Regions from separate parts of the Sus scrofa genome. Here all the other regions are linked to region 2. The links are chromatin contacts, called in public HiChIP or PLAC-seq maps. All regions are on one chromosome and are shown on one strand. The core of a region is the stretch at or near the end of the contact, and the rest is flanking DNA. Distances in the headings are between cores, read along the strand shown. Region 1 overlaps ZMYND8 (protein kinase C-binding protein 1). Region 2 holds the start of ZMYND8 (protein kinase C-binding protein 1). Region 3 has its middle 34 kb from the start of ZMYND8.

What was found. HiChIP or PLAC-seq counts read pairs in DNA pulled down with a chosen protein or histone mark.
Region 1: an H3K27ac HiChIP or PLAC-seq map of skeletal muscle shows a contact between it and region 2. The contact joins the enhancer-like site here to the promoter of ZMYND8 in region 2. A contact is called at or near these places in 1 of 5 promoter capture datasets (fetal liver), 13 of 47 Hi-C or Micro-C datasets (adipocytes, alveolar macrophages, embryonic fibroblasts and 7 more) and 2 of 2 datasets of contacts at active chromatin or transcription factors (alveolar macrophages and skeletal muscle).
Region 3: an H3K27ac HiChIP or PLAC-seq map of alveolar macrophages shows a contact between it and region 2. The contact joins the enhancer-like site here to the promoter of ZMYND8 in region 2. A contact is called at or near these places in 10 of 47 Hi-C or Micro-C datasets (adipose tissue, embryonic fibroblasts, epiblast stem cells and 6 more) and 2 of 2 datasets of contacts at active chromatin or transcription factors (alveolar macrophages and skeletal muscle).

Annotation. Positions count from the first base shown.
Region 1 is chr17:49,354,482-49,357,945 of Sscrofa11.1, forward strand. All of the region lies in intron 3 of ZMYND8 (protein kinase C-binding protein 1), which reads right to left. Among named protein-coding and RNA genes, the nearest start is that of ZMYND8, 34 kb to the right of the region's middle. Within about 2 kb of position 1,285, at least 52 of the 83 cell types and tissues checked have an H3K27ac peak or open chromatin away from gene starts, as enhancers often do. A contact at or near this core is called in alveolar macrophages, embryonic fibroblasts, epiblast stem cells and 6 more, where this site is marked.
Region 2 is chr17:49,389,109-49,392,330 of Sscrofa11.1, forward strand. It overlaps ZMYND8 (protein kinase C-binding protein 1), which reads right to left and starts at 1,310. Exons shown (of 26, transcript XM_021078039.1): 1 at 1,035-1,310; 2 at 109-342. The coding sequence starts at 122.
Region 3 is chr17:49,422,731-49,425,821 of Sscrofa11.1, forward strand. No RefSeq gene overlaps it. Among named protein-coding and RNA genes, the nearest start is that of ZMYND8, 34 kb to the left of the region's middle. Within about 2 kb of position 1,626, at least 57 of the 83 cell types and tissues checked have an H3K27ac peak or open chromatin away from gene starts, as enhancers often do. A contact at or near this core is called in adipose tissue, alveolar macrophages, epiblast stem cells and 4 more, where this site is marked.

The sequences.
Region 1 (3,464 bases), core at 35-2,534, 35 kb before region 2:
CACAATTGTCAACAGCAGAGGCTTTCACTGAAGACTCTTGGGGAGAAAAATTGAGAAATGCCGGCTGGATTCAGTGTCCTTCAGAGACAGGGATTCTGGCTTCACAACCTACTGACGCCAGTGGAGGCGAGGCCTCTGCTGGTGACAGAATGGTGGCTGGGAACCGTGCTGTCGTCATGGTAATAAAGCTGCCTTAAGGACCTTCTCCAAAAAGCTGAGTCAAAGGGTTTCTTTTTTCCCCCCTTCTTTAATGATCTGATTCTGACAGGGACATGTTTCTAAATGCATTTCAAGTATCACTTTGGAATAAGGACAAACAGCCATGTAAGACCGGGCCGCTAGGGAAATGGTTCACCCTTGATCCCAGAGACTTTCCTGGGAGGTAGCAGGACTTGAGATTCTACAGGGCTGGCCGCCAGCAGCCCTACTGCCCTTCAAAGATAAGTCTGGTGCTGCAGGAGTTAACATGGGCGAGGGGACAGAGTAGCCTAGAAGAAAAGGACAGAGCAGTGACTCAGGCGCACAGCGTGGCATGGAGCAGGAAGCAGCAAATCTTCCCCTCCCGTGACTTTTCACTGAATCTCAATATGGCAAGGTCTACTGGGAATTAGGATCCGAGCACGTGACGACATCTGCCCTGAACCTGTTGTGAACAGACCAGAAATAATCCCGCTGCGCCCTCCCTAGATGGCCCCTGACTTAAGGGATGCCGGCCTCCAAGATAACCGAGCCTCTTAGCTTTCCTGAGCCCTGGGTGTTAACAGCTAAGATGCTCTTTTACTGCATATAATGCACCAGACCCTGTTGCAAATGCCTTTCGGGTCCGTCCCTCTAAATCACCTGCCCAAGATCACACAAGGGCCCGGGTGGGCTCGGGAGCCAGGCCGCCACCTGGGGCCTCACACGGGGAGAGGCGGGTCTCAGCTCTGCAGCCAGAAGACTGCCTGGCTCGGGGTCTCTGTGTGAAGGGCACACGCTCATGCTGCTGGTTTCCTTTCTCCACTGCAGATGGTGCGGTGTGGGGGCTGGGGAGTGCCAACGTGACAGTGGATGTCACATGCTGATGACACACACTGTTCTCCCAAAGGCGGTTCCCAGAAGCACGCTCACCTCCCCACCTTCGCCGGGGGGCAGCAGGGCCTGGCCTACACCACAAAACAGACTGGGGGAGGGAAGGCTCCGCAGCCATGCCCCCTCCCTGAAAAGCCCTTCCCAATGTCCAGCCAGGCCCAGCCAGGCACCCCAGCCCCCACCCACATCCGGCGCCTGAGTCACCACACTTGCCACTCCTCAGTCTAGGAAATGACACACCAAATACAGGGAATTGTCTCCTCCGGAGAGGGACCAGGCCCCAGCCAAAGGCCAGGCCCTCCCCCTGGAGGACAGGCCCTGTGGTGTCTTTCCATGGATGTAAATTTCCTCAATGCTATCAACGGCAGGATGGCTGGGGGCTGAATAAAAAGCGAGTAACGGGCAACAGGCTGGCACCAGCATCAGAAGCGGGGTGACCAAGCGGTGGCTGGCCAAAGGCAGACCAGTCTCAGGCAAACCCGGACAAGCTGGTCACCCTACACAGAAGTCAGGCTGGGGGGCCAATGATACAGGTGGGGTGCAGTGCGGCCTTAAGAAAGCTACTTAACCCTTCTGGGCCTCTGCTCTTCCTTCCGACGGATGGAGATCCTGGTACTGCCTGGAGTTAGCCACAGATTAAAGGAGTTAATTCATGTGCTGCTCTGAGGGTGAGGCCTGGCAGAGAGTAAGCACTCCATAAACAGTAGCTGTTTTTTATTTAAACCCACACACATTCCTCCTCCTCGTCTTTTTTCTCCTCCTCCTCCACCATCGCTCTCCAAAAACAGGGGTGATTTCCCCCAGGAGCAGGTTAAATCCATGCTCAGTTATGGAAACACCAGCCTATATAAGACGGAGCTGGGAACCGGCCCAGGAGCCGGTTCCTGCATGTCCATCACGCTGTGCAAAGTCCAGCTTTCCTCCTGTAACGGCGAAGGCAGGGTCAGGCGTGGAGGCCCAGGCTGGCTCAGCCGTGAGTGCAGGCACTTGCCAGCCCTCTCCAAAGCCTCAGTGTGACCACACGCTGCTCTCGGGGCAGGAGCAAAGCACAGCCACCCTCATTTCAAAGCGTTTCCCAAAGACACAGAGCAGGTACCTAAACAGGCCTCCCTCCCCAGGAATCTTAGAGCCCTCCCCAGCCAGTAATTACATCATCATGAAACAAAAGCCCACAATCTCCTCCAGGCCCAGAGGAGAAAGGAGAAAAATCAGGAAGCAAAGGATGGGGTAGGGAAGGGGCAGGATTTTTCGTGTCCAAGGAGCCAGGAGGAGCCAGGAAGAACATGTGAGCGGCCAAAACACTCAGGCAGCCAGTTTGCTCACACGGATCTCTCCTGGAGCCATAGAATCTGGATGCCAAGGCCACAGCCTGGGCCGCTGGAGCCACTGGGGCCTCCCGGAAAGGCTGCACGCGCCTACGCCGGGCTTCTAAGAGGTCTCCCGCGTGTGGCTGTGACCTCCCAGATCAGGAAAAGGGCTGGAACGGAGAAGGGGCCGTGGAAGGAAGGGGGCCGTTCCCCACTTGGGGGAAATGTCACTGGACCAGGGAGCCGGGGACCTCGGAGACCCAGTGAGCGCGGGGGCAGGTGACCCTGGGAAGGGGCGCTTACCTGCCATTGAGAAAGCTCTGCGGTTCTGAGGGCCCAGCCTCTCGGTTCAAGGGAACAGAGGCTCACACACGACACACATTCCTGCTTCCGGCTCCTCGGCGGCCTCTCCCAGGGGGAGGGGGAAGCAGCAGAGAGGACAGGCTTGGAGGCACCACTCACCGGGCCGGCCCGGGGCTCCTCGCACCGGGTCGCCCAGCGGGGCAAGGACACCCTCACCTCCCTGCAGTGCCATCGTGTTCCCGGGCTTTCGGCTCTAATTTATCACCTCGACAGACAGCAGCCTGGCTAAGCTGCAAACCTTCAGTGCAAGCACCAAAGAGCCATTTATTTCGCTGATGTGAATAAACACAACAAATTGCAGTGGGTTCTGCTTGCCCGAGTGAGAAGATCAGAAGGGAATTGGGGGGTGGTGGGGGGAAGATGGGTGGCTTGCATCTTGAAGGTGTTTTTAAATAATTGTTTCCAATTATCTTTAGTTCTCATGCGCCTCTCCTAGAAATGAGAAAACCATCTTCCCACTGGACACAAACTCAGTCTCCCTCTCCCCATCCCTCCTCTCGAGTTCCCGCTCTCTCACTCTCTCAATAATGCAGAAGTGGTGATTAATGGGCACATTCATATGTAAAAGATGAACTTCCAAACTCTCAGGGCAAGACAGAAATTGCTTCCATCTAGGGCTGATTTACAAATGAATTCACTGTTTCGCCATCAACGTCCAGAGGCCAAGGCAACCACACAGCCCCTTCTCCCCACCCCCTCAGCTGAGATGAAGCCTTCTGGAAA
Region 2 (3,222 bases), core at 60-2,559:
GTGGGGGTGAGTGTGGCACGGCCAGCCACAGAGAAATCACACTGCTCGCCCACAATGCGGATGTCTCAGAGGGAGGGGGAGAAAAGATGGTTAAAAAGTCGAGCTTACCTCTGTGGATGCATTGTTAACACTGTGTAATGTCAATACTTATAAAACATGGAGGACAGGCTCCTAGTTCTCACAGAAAAAGGGTTTGGCACTTCGGCTTGATGATCTGGCCGCCTAATAAAAGCTCATCCCCGATTGGCTGCCCCGGCAAATCGGAGTGTAAGGCGGCCTCGGATTGGCGGAAACACTTCCTGAGCGATTATCTTTGTGAGGCTCTGGTGAGCAAGAGCCATCCTGTGCATAGAAAAAGACAGGCTAAGCTAGGCCTTTTGCAGCAAGAAAAACTTAGGGAAGGGGCCCCCAGACGCCCTTCTCCCACACCCTGGCTAGAGTTCCCGGCACGGGCAAGCCAGTGCAGCCAGCCTGACCTGCTCCAGCAAAGCCTGAGGCCCGGAGGCCCCAAGCAAGAGCGATTTGGGGGTGAGCTGGAAGGGCTCACCCTCATCTGCCCCCACGGAAACGGCTCTCTCGCTGGGAGGAAGGCTGGTCCTTTTTCTAGAACAATCCAGCAGAACGTTCTTCCCCCACCCCCGCCCCCGGCGAGGTGAGGGGCGGACTGAGGCCGAAGCGTGGGGAGCCCCAGGAAAACAGCCCAGGGAACAAGAAAAAAAAGAGGCTGGAGGCAGGCCTCTGAGGCCGAAGAGACCGGGCAGGCGAGCCCCCCAGATGGTTCCAGAGCAGCCCTGGCTTCTCAGAGGACAGAGGACTCGGGCTGGCAGGGAGGAGGGGCACCCAGTGGTCAAGTTTGCATAGTCATTGTCAGACTGCCTCCTGGACAAAGCAGGCCAGAGAGCCCTTCGCCTCGGCCCAGAATCTCACCTCTCACCGCCCCCCACCCCCATCCAGAGCTCCAACGAAAACCAAATCCGGCTCCTGCCTCCTGGCCGGGATGCCAGCCCCGCACCCCCAGCAGCTTCGGTCCTTACCCTAAGAAAGGCCAAATGCGCTCCTAGCAGGCCACATGCCTAGAGCTACAGACTTCCCTTCCCCTCCCGGCCCCCTCCCCCACGGCGGAGGCCTGCTAAACCTGTCAGTTAAACAAAAATCTGACTTCCGTATTAGTCTGCGATGGCTTCAGCTTCCTGCCTATTAACCCTCTCTCGGACTCTGGGCCTGGCCGGGAAAAGCTAGGCCCTGAGAGCGCAGAAAAGGCCTGTGGAAAAATACCAGCGGCAGCTCTCCCGGCAGATGCAGAAAGAGAGAGAGAGAGAGAGAGTGAGTGAGCCGCTGTCTCTCGCCTTGGCTTCCCAAGGAGGCGTGTACCTTCTGAATCCAGGGCACAGGCAGTGCCTCTCGGGCTGAGAAGCCATTTAAATCCAGAGGGAGAAAGAAAGATGTCAAACCCAGCCAGGGAACAAGAACCCCCATTATTAGTCAGGCCTACACCCACTGCTTCGCCCTTCCTGCCACAGTCATCCCTGCATGGGTCTTCTGGGGGAGCTGGGCCCTCAGCGGGCAGACAAATCCCATGAGCTTTATAAGGATTTTTGCTGAAATTTACTTCCACGGCTTCTCTGGGTCCCCACAGGCAGATGGAACAGCTATTTCACACACAGCCCTACCCCTTGGCAATCCCCCCACCCCCATATCTCTGGCACTGCTCCCCAGTAAAACATTAACTCGTGTTTCAGAACTGCTTATAATTCCACCCATTTCAATAGTATTCGGAGGTCTTTGCCTGGTTCCTCCTTTGTAACTGGTGGGCAGCCCGAGAAAGAAAAGGCAAATCCAAAAGGATCTTTAAAAGTCCACACGCACTGGCTTCTTTCTTTAAAAAAGACAAGGTGCTTGATTAACAAGGTTTAAAAACACAAAACAAAACAAAACACCCCAGCAAGCTGGAACCCCAAAGGCTAAATAAACCCCATTCTTGAGAGGCTGGAGAAAGCATCCCGAGGTGACGCAGCCATATGCCAGGAGGTAAAAGTATGGACCAATAAAGCCTCCCCTTCTCCTTCTAAAATTAGGGCTTGTGGGCTTTCTCATCCCACACAGTCCGCTGCCACAAAGAAAACGGTGGCGCTGATGGCCTGCTCGCCCTGCCCCCGTTCCCCCACCCCCACCCCCACCCCCACGGACGACAGATGCCCACCGAGCACACATAAATTCTTCCTGGCTGGGAATCTTATGTCAAATAGGAACAAGCCAAGAACCCAAGGACACGGTACCGCAGGGGCAGGGCCCCGGCTTTATGAAGAGGGAGGGGATTTCGTTGCTATATTTTAGGCTAAAGAGGCCAAGATGCGGGGGAGGGGGGGGGCACTGCCGCCACCACCACCAGATCTGACAAAGGACAACAGGCCTGGGCCTCACCAGAAGGGAGGGGCCTCCTCTTCCTGGGGGTGGAACTGAGCCCAGGGAGACCAGACCGGGGACAGGAGGCCAGAGCTCATCAGCCTCTGTGCTCCCGCCTGGCTGTGTGGGCAGCGGCCATCCACAGCCATCCCATAAGAATACTCCATGTGTCTGTGTGTGGGTGCTGCTTTGGGGAAAACAAATAGAATGAGGAGTTTCTGGCCGATCTAACTTCCCGACCCCACTTGAAGAAATAAAATACATGGCCGTTTCGCGTGGTGGATTTTACCCTGGGATTAAAGCTTGTTGCATAAGCAGCTGCAGCATCCTCCCCCCACCACCCCAATCACTTGATCACTTGAAATGTTTTCTGGGGCAAAGAGCAGGAAGCTGCCGGCTTATTCTGGCAGCTCTGCTCTGTTTGAGGAATGCTGTTGGCATTCGGGTAGGTCTGAGGTTATCTGGAAAACAGCAATTCGGCTGGGGACAGAGACAAAGGTATGGTGGCAGATGGAATCCTGGGAGGGCCAGGGATTGAAAAAGGAAGCCCAGGCCAGGCCTACTAAGGGCCAATACTGGGTCTGATGGAATGTTGCTGATAAGCAGAGAATAAAGAAAAGCAAATGCTGCCGGCCTCAATCGAGAGATTATCCAGTGAGGCCTCTCAAACCCCCAGTGCACAGAGTGGTCTCAACAGCGTCTACAGGCTCGCCCTGGGCCTGGCACTGGCTCAGTCAGCACTTTACGCAGCCTGACTCCCGGAGGTAGGGAGCATTGTTAGGGAGCTGGAACAGAGCCCAGAGAGGTGAAGCCAGCTGC
Region 3 (3,091 bases), core at 376-2,875, 34 kb after region 2:
TGTCTCCTCCCCTGACTTCTGCCTTCTGAGATACAACCGATCTCTCAACATGTTTTTGTTTGTTTTTAGGGCCACACGACCTTGGGCTAGGGGTCCAGCAATGCTGGATGTGAGCCTGCATCTGTGACCTACACCACAGCTTGTGGCCATGCCAGATCCTTAACCCACTGAGCAATGTCAGGGATGGAACCCACATCCTTACAGACACTATGTGAGGTTCTTAAACCAAAGAGACAAAATGGGAACTCCGAACAACAGGGCTCTTTTGGTCATTATTTTGAGGAGTCAAAAGCTAACATTGGAATTCCTTTGATTAGAAATCTATATTTTAGGAGTTCCCATCGTGGCTCATCAGTAATGAACCCAACTAGTATCCATGAGGATACAGGTTTGATCCCTGGCCTCGCTCACTGGGTTAAGGATCTGGCATTGCTGTGAGCTGTAGCGTAGATTGCAGTCTCGGCTTGGGTCTGACATTGCTGTGGCTGTGGTATAGGCTGGCAGCTGCAGCTCCAATTTGACTCCTAGCCTGGGAACTTCCATACGCTGTGGGTGCGGCCCTAAAAAAAAAAAAGAGAAAGAAAACAAACAAATAAAAGAGATCTACCTTTTACACTAAGGAATCCATTGCCTGATAGAGAAGAAAGCATCCATGGGCAAGGCGATGCTGATGTAGCATAGTCACCATAGGTCATATGCTGTAAAATTGCCAGTCTGTGCTATCTGTCCATTGGTCCAAACGTGCCAGCTCCCCTTCCTCCACTAGAACAAACAAACTGTTTCTTTGTATTCTAGAAGAAGCAGTTGTTTATCGGTAAATTCTATGTAAATATGCACCTTTAATTGCTAGAATCACACCTTCTATAAGAAAGCTCCTGGGGTGACCAGCTCCTCCCAGTTTGTCTGGGATTGTACCAGTTCAGTTGTTTTATTTTGTTTTGTTTCTGTTGTTATTTTATTTTATTTTTTTGGCCACTCAACCTGCATGTGAGTTCTCCGAATTAATCTGCATTTTTTTTTTTTTTTTTTGTCTTTTGTTTTTTTCTAGGGCCGAACCCATGGCATATGGAGGTTCCCAGGCTAGGGGTCTAATCGGAGCTACAGTTGCCTGCCTACACCACAGCCACAGCAACGTAGGATCCAAGCTGCGACTGCAACCTACACCACAGCTCACGGCAACGCTGGACCCTTAACCCACTGAGCGATGCCAGGGATCAAACCTGCAACCTCATGGCTCCTAGTCGGATTCGTTAACCACTGCGCCACAATGGGAACTCCCCAAATTGAAATTTCTAGCAGTGACTACACTGGGAGCCCACCGTACATTGCTTATTAATCATTAACTCACCTTCCTGATATGCATTTCTATTTTCATATATTAATATGTTCTCTGCTTAAGGGGAAGAAAAGTCTGTTGCTGTAACAAAATGTAGGCGTTTTAACAAGGCTGCCTTCGCCCTGGCCTGGCCACCCACTCCTGCCCCCCTCAGTCTTTCATTCTGAGTGAGAGGTACCCTAGCGACAGAGAAGGCAGCCTCTGGAGCAGGGCTGGGACCCAGGGGAGGCCAGAGAGGCCCAAGGCCCCAGATTTAAGGAGGCACCGGCTCTCAGGCGCCCGCTCAGCCCTCCCATAACCCTGAGTGTCAGCGCCTCCTTAAAAGCTGCATGCTGGGTGCCTCCTTGCTCCACCCTAGGCCCGGCCCTCTTTTCTTCCAGGGCTACTGAGTCCTGGCTCTGAGACTGACCAGGACGTGGCCAGGCCCTATGACATGTAATGTCCCCGAGAGTCGTCTTCAGCAGTCAAGTGGGGAGCATGGTGAGGATTGGGTGAGGTGGTGCTTTGCAAACTGCAAGTGCTTAACTGTTTGCCGCCCTTTAATCAACTCTTCCCTGGGCCAAGGCCAGGCCAGGAGCTTCCTGGAGTTTCTCTAGTTTCTTCCTTATTCGTGGAAGCCTGTATCGCAATTCTGATTCTACTGATGAGGAAACCAGGCTCTGAACCCAGGTCTCCCTCTGACCCCAGCACTTTCTTCACTACCCAGAGAGGGAGGCTTTATTATAAATAGCAAGTTATGGAGTTCCCTTTGTGGCTCAGTGGTTAATGAACCTGACTAGGATCCATGAGGATGTGGGTTCAATCCCTGGCCTTGGTCCGTAGGTTAAGGATCCGGTGTCGCCCTGAGCTGTGGTGTAGGTCGCAGATGTCGCTCTGATCTGGCGTTGCTGTGGCTGTGATGTTAAGCTGGCAGCTGCAGCTCCAATTCCATACCTAGCCTGGGAATTGCCATATGCTGCAGGTGTGGCCCTAAAAAGAAAAAATAAAGTCAATGAAACAATTTTTTTTTTTCCAATGCAATCAAATAGCTGTGATTTTAGGGGAAATCTCTTTACCTTTCAGAGCTGACTCGAGTACTATCAGAATCATCCAGAGGGTTTATTAAACACCAAAAGACCTACCCCATAAAGGAAACAAAAGATCTGGGTTGGGACTGTGAATCTGCATTTCTAGCAAGCCCTCAGGTGCTGCTGCTGATCCAGGGAACGCAGTTTGAGAATCCTTGCTCTGAGCCGATTACCAGGATAAGGAACAACTCCTGATCAGGTCACCATCTCCCACTGCAGATCAGCACCTGCAAATTGTATCGCACTGCATCCTTACAGCAATGGGGTCCCATGATTATCAGTATTTTATGGAGGAGATAAACCAGGCTCCCACATGTGAAGTGACTTGGCCAGGGTGACACAGCCAGAAAGTTGCTAAGGTCTGCGTTTGAGCCCTGGCCCATGTCATTAAAGGCAGGAGAAATCCTGTGCGGTCAATTTCTTTCGAGGCATCAAAACAAGCTCTCCCTCCAGCTGCTGCAGCTCACCCTGAAATCCGCCCAGCACACCCAAGGCTATAATAGGTAAAAGCCTCTTACTTGATTCAGCTGTTAGCAGAGCGGTGGGCGCTGAGCTCCGTGGAGGAATGGCGCCCCCTGGTGTCTGTCTGGAGAGCCGCGTTCTGCTCCCCTGGCGGGGCGCTCTGGGTTTCTGAGTCACTGGCATTCTTGGGCCCCCGTTAGGAACATGGAAAATATTATTCAGTTCA